2 separate regions of the Canis lupus genome follow, and region 1 is linked to region 2. Evidence: chromatin contacts called from public Hi-C data. All regions are on one chromosome and are shown on one strand. Each heading gives the region's core, a stretch centred on a gene start, on an enhancer-like site or on the middle of the called end of the contact. The rest is flanking DNA. Distances are from core to core; before and after follow the strand shown. Region 1 holds the start of GRPEL1 (grpE protein homolog 1, mitochondrial). Region 2 holds the start of TBC1D14 (TBC1 domain family member 14).

Region 1 (5,019 bases), core at 2,254-4,753, 140 kb after region 2:
CCACAGAGGTACCCCGCCCACGTTCCCTGCCCCTATTTTTCTAGGATCAATATCAGATAGTGTGTCTAAAGTTACCATATAATTTTGCCTCCTCCACTAATTTTTGGCTCCTCTGCCTCAGGTTTTCAGTGTCTGCCAAAGCTCGCTTGTATTTCTCCTAAAAAAGGGGCAAAGAAGAAATTTACATGAATAAAGCATGGCACAAAGAAAGCAAATGTGAGAGGAACAAATTCCAAGTCCAAGTAACATCCGTTATGATATATGACATCTTAGTCTTCAGGCAGCACAGCTTACTGAGAAGCAAGCAGTTTTGCTGTGTCGCTATTTCCAATGAGGGGGGAGTAGGGGTTGAGGGGTCACTTCCTTGTGTAGCCTGCAGTGACCAGCTGGGTAGGGATATCATGGTTCTGACAGTCTCACTGGCCCGTGGATGGACCACTTACTCCCACAGAATTTTCAAGTTCAGGGAATCCGAGAATGCTGGTCGGGGTGGCTGCACCCAGATCCCACGCCTCCAGGAGAGGTTCAGGAGAACCACCAGCCCACAGAAGACATAAAACCCCATCTGTGAGCCGCTGGTATTCTGACTGTTGCCCAAAGGCTGCGTCCCAACACTGAGTGGGTAACAATCACCCAATGCTGGCACCGTCTCCACTTCTCACCAGTTTTCCTGTCATGCTGCTCACCTCCTGAGCACTTCTATCAGAATGCAGACCCACTGCTCCACGTCTCTGCCCTTCACCCGTCCTCCATCTGCAGGTGATTCTAGTGCAGTGGTGAAGAACAACGGTCCTGAGGCTCAAACCTGGGTTCTGCCACTCGGTAGCTAAACAACCTGGGGAATGTTACCTAACCTTTCTGTGCCTCAGTTTCCTTGTCTATAACCAGGGCTCTAACAGTTGACTCACAGTGAGGATTAATATCAATAAGGTGGTTAGAATAGGGCCAGCATAGTGTTTGATATGATCACTTTCAAATATTTAACTTGATTTGTGCCACCTATGCCTTTTCACGTAAAGTAATAACGCATCCTTCTAACTAGTTCACAAATCTCCTCCCCTCATGAGGGCACCACATAACCACACCTCTGGCCCCAATCCATCTTCCCCTAAGACCCAGCTTAAGTGCTGCAGTGCTCTTCACTTGTAAAGACTGTCTCAAGTCTCAATTCAATATTATCTAGGCAGCACGTGAAGACTCTCATGACAGAACCAAAGCCACATAGTTCTTAGAAAAATGACCAAACTCATCTGGCCAGAGGTCGTCTGAAGAACCTCCCCTGGAGTTCAAAAGATCACACTTCCCCACAAGAACCTGCGTGACCTTACCACGGTCTCCTTCAGCTGCTCTTCTAGCTTGACCTTCTCGTCCATGAGTGTCTTCTCTGTAGAGGGAGTATCTGTCTTCTGTTCATTTTGACCCACATCCTCTTCCAAGTTCCGGCCATTCTTCTGTTTTGTAGCTGTGCACAACAGCCGAGGAGATGGCCTAAACCAAGTCCACAACACTATGAATCAAGACTATGGGTTTTTTGCTAAAAAGTCAGATGTTTAATTTCAGGAATTTGAGATAATTTAAAACTACATGCTACTGACCTACGGGGGAGAATTTATCTTAGATCTAATAAAAGTAAATGGTACATTATGTACACAAGCAGCTAACTTACATAAAATCTTCTGTAATGTGTCTAAACTAGTATGTCAGTGTACCAAGGCCATAGTACTAACCTCTTCTTTCCATTCCACATACCTCCTCCTGAGAGATGGTCATGCAGAACCATCACATATTGATGGAGTAGCTACTATTAGAGATGAGGCCCAGTGCTGATGTTGATGACAAAGATGGGCTGGGCAGAGATCTCGCCCCTAGGGTACTTACTGTCAAAAAAGACATCTACAAAGTACTATAATTTTGGGTTTTAAAGTGATAAAAGAGGAACCATGCTTTGGGAGGCTCAGAGTAGCACGAAAGGCTTTGTACAGAGGTCCTCTGAAAGATGTGTATAAGGAGTCAGCTTTGGAGGCTGGAAAGCTGGGGGATGTACAGAGGGAAACAAAGAGCACTAAACCTAATACTGGAAGTGACTCAAGATGTTATCCAATCTGATCCCCACATGAAAAAGGTTACGTGGTTAAGTCCAAGGTCACAAAGTTATTAATGTATGACAGAATGGTTTTAAAACTCAGATTTCTTCTAAAAGTTCTTCTCAATTGCACATTTCAATCTGAAAACAAACTACAGTCGATTTTCTTCCCAGATTAAAGGAAACTGCCTCAAAGACTAGGAGAGCTATCAGTACAGAAAACGTGTACAAAGACATTTCTGGCAGCACTGGGCAGCAACAAGCTGGGGGCACCGGACTGCACTGTGCTTCCACAGTCTGGAATGCAGTGCGGCTGCCAAAGTGGGCGTCAAGCTATCGTCTCTGTGATTCGCTCCAGGTGTGCTGTGCAGTCAACAATGCGATTCAGGAAAAGGGACAAAACACGAAGCCACTTCTGAAAGGGCGAACCAGAAGTCCTGTGTATGCAGACCCGTGTCTTGGGCCTGGAGAAGAACCCAAGGATCCACCAGTCGGTCACTACCGGGCTGGAACGCAGGAACCTCTCTACCATATTCTGTGATTTAAAAAAGCTAATAACTTGACCGTGGTGCGATGCGGGGTGTGGCGTCACAGCCGGCACAGCCATCCCGCCCGCGGAGGCGCCGGGAGCAGTGGGGTAGGGACGCAGCAGGGCGGGCTCGGACAGGGAGACTGAGTCAGAGAGCCCGCCAGCCCCTCCTGGGAGCTCACTCCCCGACGTGAGCCCCTTGCCACAGTACTCGCTGTCAAGGCCAGAAACTAACCCTACCTCGGCGACGCTTTCCTGGCGATTAGCTCAGATAACAAAACCACGAGTTACGTGGCCAAAAATAAAAGCCTCTCCCCCAGGCACCCGGGCGGTCACGGCCCTCCGGGTTACCGCGTCTCACCCCCCGCCGGGTGTCCCGCCCACGCGGGTGCGCTCCCCCGGCCCAGGGTGCCGAAGCCCCGCCGCACACCTCACGGGGCAGGCAGGAGGGCACCGGCCGCCGAGCCTCCGCGGCGCAGGGGAACGAGCCCGAGCGCCCCCCGCGGCCCCCGCGCGCGACCTGGCCTTGGAGGGTCGAGCGGGGTGCGAGGGGCCGCCACGCGGGCGGGTGGGCGCCGGAGGCCCCGGCCGAGGGGCAGGCGCCGGGGGGGGGGCGGCTCGCTCGTGCCGACGACGCCCGCTCCCGGGCCCACGCGGCGCAGGGCCCCGCCCGAGGAGGAGCCGCCCTGGGGACCGCGCCTCTCCTGGGTCACAGGCAGCCGGGCGCCCCTCACCTGAGACACAGCGCCAAAGCCGGGACGCCGTGCCGCGCCAGCCTCACGCACCGAGCCGCCATGACTGTCGTCGCCGCCGTCGGCACTGCGCACGCACCGGGCATGCGCGGAGGCCTCTGGCTCGCCCCCTCGAGGGCCTGGCCACTCGCGCAGACCCGTGTCTCCTTCCCCGCCCAACCGCGTGTCTCCAGCCATTCCGGAGCCGCTTCCCCTTTGATGGACAGACGGTGCTACCCAATAATTGTGGGTCACTGCACAGCTCTCCCTCGCCCCGCCCCCTCGCCGCCCTGGTGGGCGGGGCCTGGGGCTTCCGGAGCCCCAGAAGGTGAGGAGGTGAAAGGTCAAGGGAACTGTGGGAGGGGACGCTCGCGGGCGGGGCGCGGTCAGGGTGCGACCAATGGGGGAGAAGCGTGGGGGGGCGGGGCGCCGGAAGTGCGGCGCTGGGCGCGCGAGACTCGGTTTGCGCGACTCCTCGGCATTTCCGCCGCCTGCGCTGCGGGAGCGGGCCGGGGCGGGGGGGGCGGCGGGGGCGCGGGGGCGCAGCGGGGTGCCCTGGGTCCTGACGTTTTCATTCATCTGGCGACGCCATCTCCACAGGAGCCGCCCCTGGGCTGCTGCCCCGCCGAGGGGTCCCGGGCGCTCCGACTTGGCTCCTGCTCCAGCGCTGCCGGCCCGAAGTCCCGTCCGCCGGCGGGAGGGACGGCGGGAGCCCCTGCCGCGCACCCCGGGTCGGAGGGTCGGAGGGTCGGACGGAGGGACGGAGGGACGGAGGGACGGAGGGACGGAGCCGTGGCCTCCCCCACTCCCGCAGGGTGGAAAGCTGGAGCCCGTGGTCCCGCCCAGGCGGAGGATCACATTCCCGAGGACCAAGCCTCTGCTCTTTGCCCGGCTCTCATTAAAATCCTTGAAAATGTCGAGCCAACACTACTCTGTGCCGAGTCTGTGCCCGCTGCAGGGACAGGCGAGCAGCCAGATCCAGGAGGTGGGCTGCTGTGTGGAACGATGACCCGGCTTGTGGATTGATTAAGGGGCTGGAGGAGAAGGAAGGAAGTGAGCCGGTGGACAATAGACGCTTGAAGACCTGATTAAATGGGTGTCTGGACCTTATTTGGATCATGATAGAGCAAACCAACGGTACAAAAGATATTTGTGACAAAGTGAGATGCGAACACGGACAGTATTAGTAAGGAGTCACGTTAAGGAGAGAGGTGGCCCGGTGGTTTAGAGATGCAAACAGGAGTATTTGTACTATATTGCCACCGTGTTTAGGATTGGCTTGATAAATACTCTCGTAAAAACAAAAACAGGGTAGGAGAAACTCAGCGGCAAAATGTTGATAGTTGAGGCTGGATGGTGAATACCATCTGAGTCATAACTCTTCTTTCGTATATTGGAAATTTCCTCTAATAAAATGTAACAATGATGTCATATTTCTCACTGGCTGTGACATTGGGCAAGCCACTTAATTGCCCTTGGCCTCAGTCCTGGATCCGCTCACCTGTAGAACGGTGATCATATTTATTGTGAAGTTTAATTTTTTAGAAGATTTTGCGTATTCATGAGAGACACAGAGAAAGAGAGGCAGAGACCGGCCGCGGGAGAAGCAGGCTCCCTCTTGGGAGCCCAGTGCAGGACTCGGGCCCCAGGACCCCGGGATCACGCCCTGAGCTGAA
Region 2 (5,656 bases), core at 519-3,018:
TACAAAGCCAGGCAATTTTTTACATTTACCTGTCACTGCCACTTACTTTGTCTCTAATCCTCACACATCTTGGGTGGCGAAGGTGCCGTAAGCCTTGTAGATGGTGAAAGGCTTCTGGACACAGCCAAGGACCGGTCAGTCAGTGCTGGGCCTGGCACTGAGCAGAGGACCCTGACAGCCGGTGCTTGTCTACATCAAGCAACAGCTTGGCAGCCCTCAAAGGAGCAATGCTGCTGAGAATCCTGTGGATCTCGGGGTTCAGTCTGCACGACTTTGCGAAGGCAGTCAGCAGTGAGGCAGCAGAGGGGGACACGGCACTGACCACCCTGCCACAGTTGTCTCTGTGTCACAGATGGGTGCTGGGAGGCGCCGAGGGTCTCACAGGTGACACAAGTGTGGATGCCCACACAGCTTATCTTGTTCCTTGTATTTTTAATTGTTTGGCACACTGAGGGTGTAAGTGTCTGATGGACCCCAGGGAGGGACTCTGTGCTGGGGCAGGGAGCAGGGCGCGGGCGGCAGGATGGGGAGAGGGTGAGGAAGAGGCAGACAGAGGGCGCCAAATGTAAATCTGTGGGCCATAATTTTTTTTTTTTTTGGTTCTGGATTCAGAACAATGGTTCCCAGTCATTGTGGGGCTTTAAAACCCTAGGACTCAGAATGAGGGCAAGAAGGGATTTGGGGGAGGTGCAAGGAACACTGTAAACGCAGAGTTATTAATCCTATTTATTACACTGCTAATTAAGTCAGGCCTGAAGCAAGTCTGTACTTTCTTGTTAGTGTTTTCTAAAAATAAATGGAAATGGTGTTGGGGTTTGAAGGAGACCCAACATTTTTCCTGAAAACCACCCAGGAAAGTCAGCATTTGTAAAGCTTCTGTTACGCACCAGGCACCGTAAAGGGTGTTAATATATTCTCTTAAGAGACTGCCACTTAACAATTTCTCACCCCTCCTGCCATCATAACCAATAGTAGGCTCTAAGAGTTTTTACCCCTAGGACTAGCTCGCAGGCAGGAGAAACAAGGTTTATGGCCATGGCTGGAACAAATGCATCTTCCAGCACATGCTTCTAGATGCCTTCTGCAAAGGAGAGGCCATCCTCCGGCCCCTGACCGCTCTCCCAGTTCAAATCCTCCTTCCGATCCAGCTGATCCAGCTCTCTGCCAGTGACAGCCCTCAGGCTCCGGGGTGCCAGCCACTGAGGCTTGTCCTCTGCTCTTGCCGGCCCCGGAAGAGAACGCAACAATAAGTGCCGACCAGGTGCCAGGCCCAGACGATAAACCCGCCCTGGCGCCGGCAGCCTAGACCCTCGGGGGCTCCGCGCGGCGCTGGGAGGCGGTCGGGGAGGGCGGCTGGCTTCCGACCCTCGGCTCCGGTCCCGCCCTGGGGCCCGGGGCGTGACCTCATCGCCCACGCTGCACGGCTTTATCACAGACCCGGCCTCTGCTTCTGCACTACTGACCCCAGAGAGCGCACAGAAGCGTGAGGCCAGGGGTCCCCACACTGCACCCCACTGTCTCCGGAAGCCGTGATTTAACGCGCACCGGAGTCGGATTCCCCAAATCCTTCGGCAGCACCAAAGTGCAGCCAGGTGTGGGAACTCCGGCGCGAGGCACCATACAACAGCTGCTCCCGGGAGAACCGGCGGAAAGGCCCGCTTCACAGGCCGAGAGACTAAGGCCGGGCCGGGCGGCCGCCGAAGCCACGTCCCCCGGGCCGCACGTCCCGGGCCGGCCGGCCGCTCCGCACAGCTGCCCGGGGCCAGGGGCGCCCATCGATGCGCTCCGCCGCTCGGCTCCCCAGGCCTGGTCCCTGCCCGCTCGCGCCCCTTCCCCCTCCCGGCCGCTTCCCACTTCCAAGATGGCCGCGGGTGGAGCCGACCAGGTACGGAGGCCCCTGGCAGGTGTCCCCGGGGCCGGGCGGACCCGGAGTTGCCCTCCGGCCTCCCCTCGCGGCTCCACTGGGCCCTCGGGAGAGGAGAGGGGCGGTGACGGCGCTCCGGAACCCGCGGGCGGCGGGCGAGCGGCTGAGGAGTGGCAGGCAGCAGGGAGAACGTCGAGCGCGAGCAGCGGTGGCGGCGGCGCGGCGGGGGGCGGCGGCCGGGCGGAAGAGCGGCGGCCGCCGGCAGGGGGCGGGGCGGGGGCGGGGCGGCGGCCGGGCGGAAGAGCGGCGGCCGCCGGCAGGGGGCGGGGCGAGCCGAGGGCGAGGGGCGAGGGGCGGGGCGCGGGGCGCGGAGCGGGGCGAGGGCGCGGGGCGGGGCGAGGGCGCGGGGCGGGGCGAGGGCGCGGGGCGGGGCGAGGGCGCGCGCCGCTGTTGGCCGCGGGCGGCTCGCGCGCACCTGCCCGCCCGGCCCACCGCCTGCGGCGCGCCCCGCGTCCTCGTCGCGCAAGTTGCGGGTCCCGGGGTCTGGGCTGCGCGCCCGCCGGCCCCGGGGATGGCGTCGGAGCCGCGCTGACTCCGGTACTGGGGGCGTCTGGCGGGGGCCGGGAGGGAGGGAAGCAGGGGGGCCGGTGCCACCTGCTGCTGCGTCGGCGGGAGTGGGAGCGGGAGGCGGGCCGGGCCGGGCCGGGCCGGGGCGCGCGGGCTCGGGGCCCGGCTGGGCGACCCTTCGCCGCGCGACCGCCGCTTCCCCGCCCCGCACCGGGGGAGCGCGTGGGGCCCGGTGACCTCGCGGGGCCCGGGGGCGCGTGGCTTGCCGGCCCTCGGAGAGGCGCGCGCGCTGACACGCTCCTTTTCCGGAACTTGACGGAAAGTTTTGTGCTGCGATGCACCGGGCTCCCGGCGGGAGAGGGGCTGGCCCGGCGCGCGCCGCCGCCCCGCCGGCCCCTCTACCCTCGAGGTCTCTGACCCCATCCTTGGGGGCCTAGAGCCCCCCCTCCCGGGAGACCCCTCCACTTTGGGACCCCTACCCCCGGGATCCTCTCCACCCCGCGATCCTGCCCAGCATCCCGGGGGGCCCCGACCCCCGGCCCCTCCCACCTCGGGAACCCTCCAGACCAGGGACCCCTGCGCTTGGGGGCAGCCGGCGTCTGGGGCCCTCGACTCCCCTCCCCCTCGGAGCGCCCGACCTCGGTTCTTGGAACCGCTGCCAGACCACAGAACCCCCAGGTTCTCAGACTCCCTGTCCCGGGGCCAGGGACTCCGCTGGCCTCAGAGACCCCCTCGCCCGGGCCGCAGATCCTCTCTGTGCAGGAGAGGCTGGAGAGACGGGGCCTGGGGATCCTTCCCGCAGGGCGGGGAACGGGGCGCTGAGCGGGTGTGTCGGGAGCTGGTGTGTCGGGGGTGCGCCACAGGCCGCCCTCCCTGGGCCCCGAGCTGCCAGGAGGAAGCTGCGGGGGTGAGGCCATGATGTGGAAGCCTCAGGAAGCAGGAGGCCTGGCCCCGCGGGCTCCGGACCCCGCTGGGGCAGTGGGCATTTAGGGGCTGGAGTCCTACCCGGCCAAAAATACCCCACTTTTTTTGCCTTGAAATTGTACAGCACCATTTCTCGGTAATGGAATTGAAAGCTTTGCTTTGGAAAGTTCTATGGCAGGAGGCTCCTGGGCATGATGTATTTTATGTACTGAGGCTAGTTGAGGAGGGTTGCATCTTTAGGACCCTGTTAGCAAGAAGGATATTAGCACCTTGCTGTTGTCTTGACTTCCTTTATTTTTTATTTTTTTAAAAAATTTATTTATTTGAGAGGGAGAGAGAGCACCAGAACATGAGCAGGGGAAGGGGTGGAGGGAAAGAGAATCTCAAGCAGATTCCCTACTGAGCGTGGAGCCTCATGGGGCTTAATATAAGGACCGGGAGATTCTGACCTGAGCCAAAACTAAGAGTCAGGTGCTCAAACAGCTGAGCCACCCAGATCCCCTCCCTCTACAGGTGGGTTGCATCTGCACACCACTAGGTGCTTTGCCTGGACTTGGCTAGTCCTACAGCAGTCCTGGAACACTGCCTCTTGCCCAGTTTATGTGGCCAGTACCAGCCCCTGCCTCAGGTTTGGGTATGACTTCTTCCCACTTCTTAACCCCCTGCTGTGCCTGGTTTGCCCCTCACCCGCCCGCCCCCCCAGGCTGTCTTTGTTGTATATATTTGATCCCTGTAGACTGTGGGCTCCACCTGATGCCTAGCCCTAATGAGAACTTGTCTCATTAGCGTTACTGAGTGAATGAAACATTGGGAAACACTGAAGGAGGTAAAGTGACTGGTCCAGGGTTACCCGACTGGCGAGAGGCATGGGTGAGATTCAGACTGCACCAGGTCACTGGGTGAGGTTCAGCTCACCTTACTGCCCTCCGTGGTCCCAGCAGGTTCCTGCCCAGCGCTTTGCTTCATGCTGAGCTGGGCTGGCTTCCTGCTTGTGAAACAGTTTCCATAATGCGCCCCCAGCCCATCCTCTCACACCAGCATTGGCACTGCCTTGCCTGGCCTCTGGATCCAGCCATTCCTCTCCATCCCTCCATCAATCCCTCCCACCAGCTGCCCTACTCCCCTCTGTCCAGTGGGCGAAGTTCTTTCATGCCTACACATCCTCTCACCAGTGCTCTGCTGAAGTCCTCTCTGACAGAGAGGACCTGCCTATCAGAGTGGCTGGTTTTGGAATCTGTCTGCCCTGTCGGTCAAAGCTTCTGACCATCATGTCCTCAGCCTTAACACAGGAGATGCCTGCCCAGTATATTGTGGGTGCTCATGGCGCTTGGGACCTTGCAGAAGATTTGCCATCAAAATAGGCATTAAAAAAAATAGGCATTTATACATAATATGTAAAAGAAGATTTTAGGCAAATGGAGTGTCTGTTAATGTTTGTTTTAGGGTGGTTATGAAATCTCTAGGACCTGAATTGCTAAGAATTTCTAGACTGCCAAGCTGCCAGAACCTCAGGTAGATCAGCTGGGCTAATCACCTCATTTTACAGATGGGAAATTGAGGCCCCGAGCTTAGTGCCACAGAGCCTGTGTGAGGAGAGATGTTAGTGACAGGAAGAAACCATACAGTGAGGCTGGCAGACACGAAGTGGCTGAGTCTGGCTTTGTTTATGCAAATGAGTTGCTAAAATAGTGGGCCTGAGCTGGCTGGCCCTATCTAGGGCCCAGGAAGAAGTAACACCAGCCAACATCTTCCGAGGTTTAACTCATGCCAGGCATGATTCTAAAGACTTTATTTGCCTGAGGAGATAGGGTCTCCATTTTACTCCAGGGATATTTGGGCATATGAGTTAAACTAGTCCAAGGTCACACAACTTGTAAGTGGAGGAACTAGGATTTGAACCCAGTCTACCTTCAGAACCTGCATTATTTTTCCCCCCTTGTGTATCTCATTTTTAAAAACCTTTTCCCTGAACTCTAACTTACAGAGAAGTGTAAAAATTGTTAGACATTTAGCTTATTGATGATCATTTAGCTTATTGATGATTGATCACAAGTTAGACTCTATTCTTAAGCATTCCAGCAAGCTGATGCGGGCTTTGATGGTGTGAACTCAGTTCCTTGCTGTGTGACCTTAGGTGACTTACTTGGCCTCAGTTTCTTCAGTGAGCTTGTGATGAGTAGAGCTTGTGATAGCACGTAGCAGGTTTGGTGCATGGTGAATGTTTGACAAATGGTTTTCTCTTATTAATAATTAAGACTATAAGTTGTGCTGGTTTTGTTACATGGTCTGAGTACCTTCTTC

Evidence for each region. A called contact is a pair of places that touch in the nucleus more often than the background predicts.
Region 1: a Hi-C map of blood shows a contact between it and region 2, with 6 times the contacts expected there. The contact joins the promoter of GRPEL1 here to the promoter of TBC1D14 in region 2. A contact is called at or near these places in 3 of 9 Hi-C or Micro-C datasets (amygdala and blood).

Annotation. Positions count from the first base shown.
Region 1 is chr3:59,653,186-59,658,204 of UU_Cfam_GSD_1.0, forward strand. GRPEL1 (grpE protein homolog 1, mitochondrial) reads right to left here and starts at 3,504. Exons shown (of 4, transcript XM_038533095.1): 1 at 3,347-3,504; 2 at 1,329-1,488; 3 at 76-157. The coding sequence starts at 3,450.
Region 2 is chr3:59,515,989-59,521,644 of UU_Cfam_GSD_1.0, forward strand. TBC1D14 (TBC1 domain family member 14) reads left to right here and starts at 1,769. Exons shown (of 14, transcript XM_038533087.1): 1 at 1,769-1,885.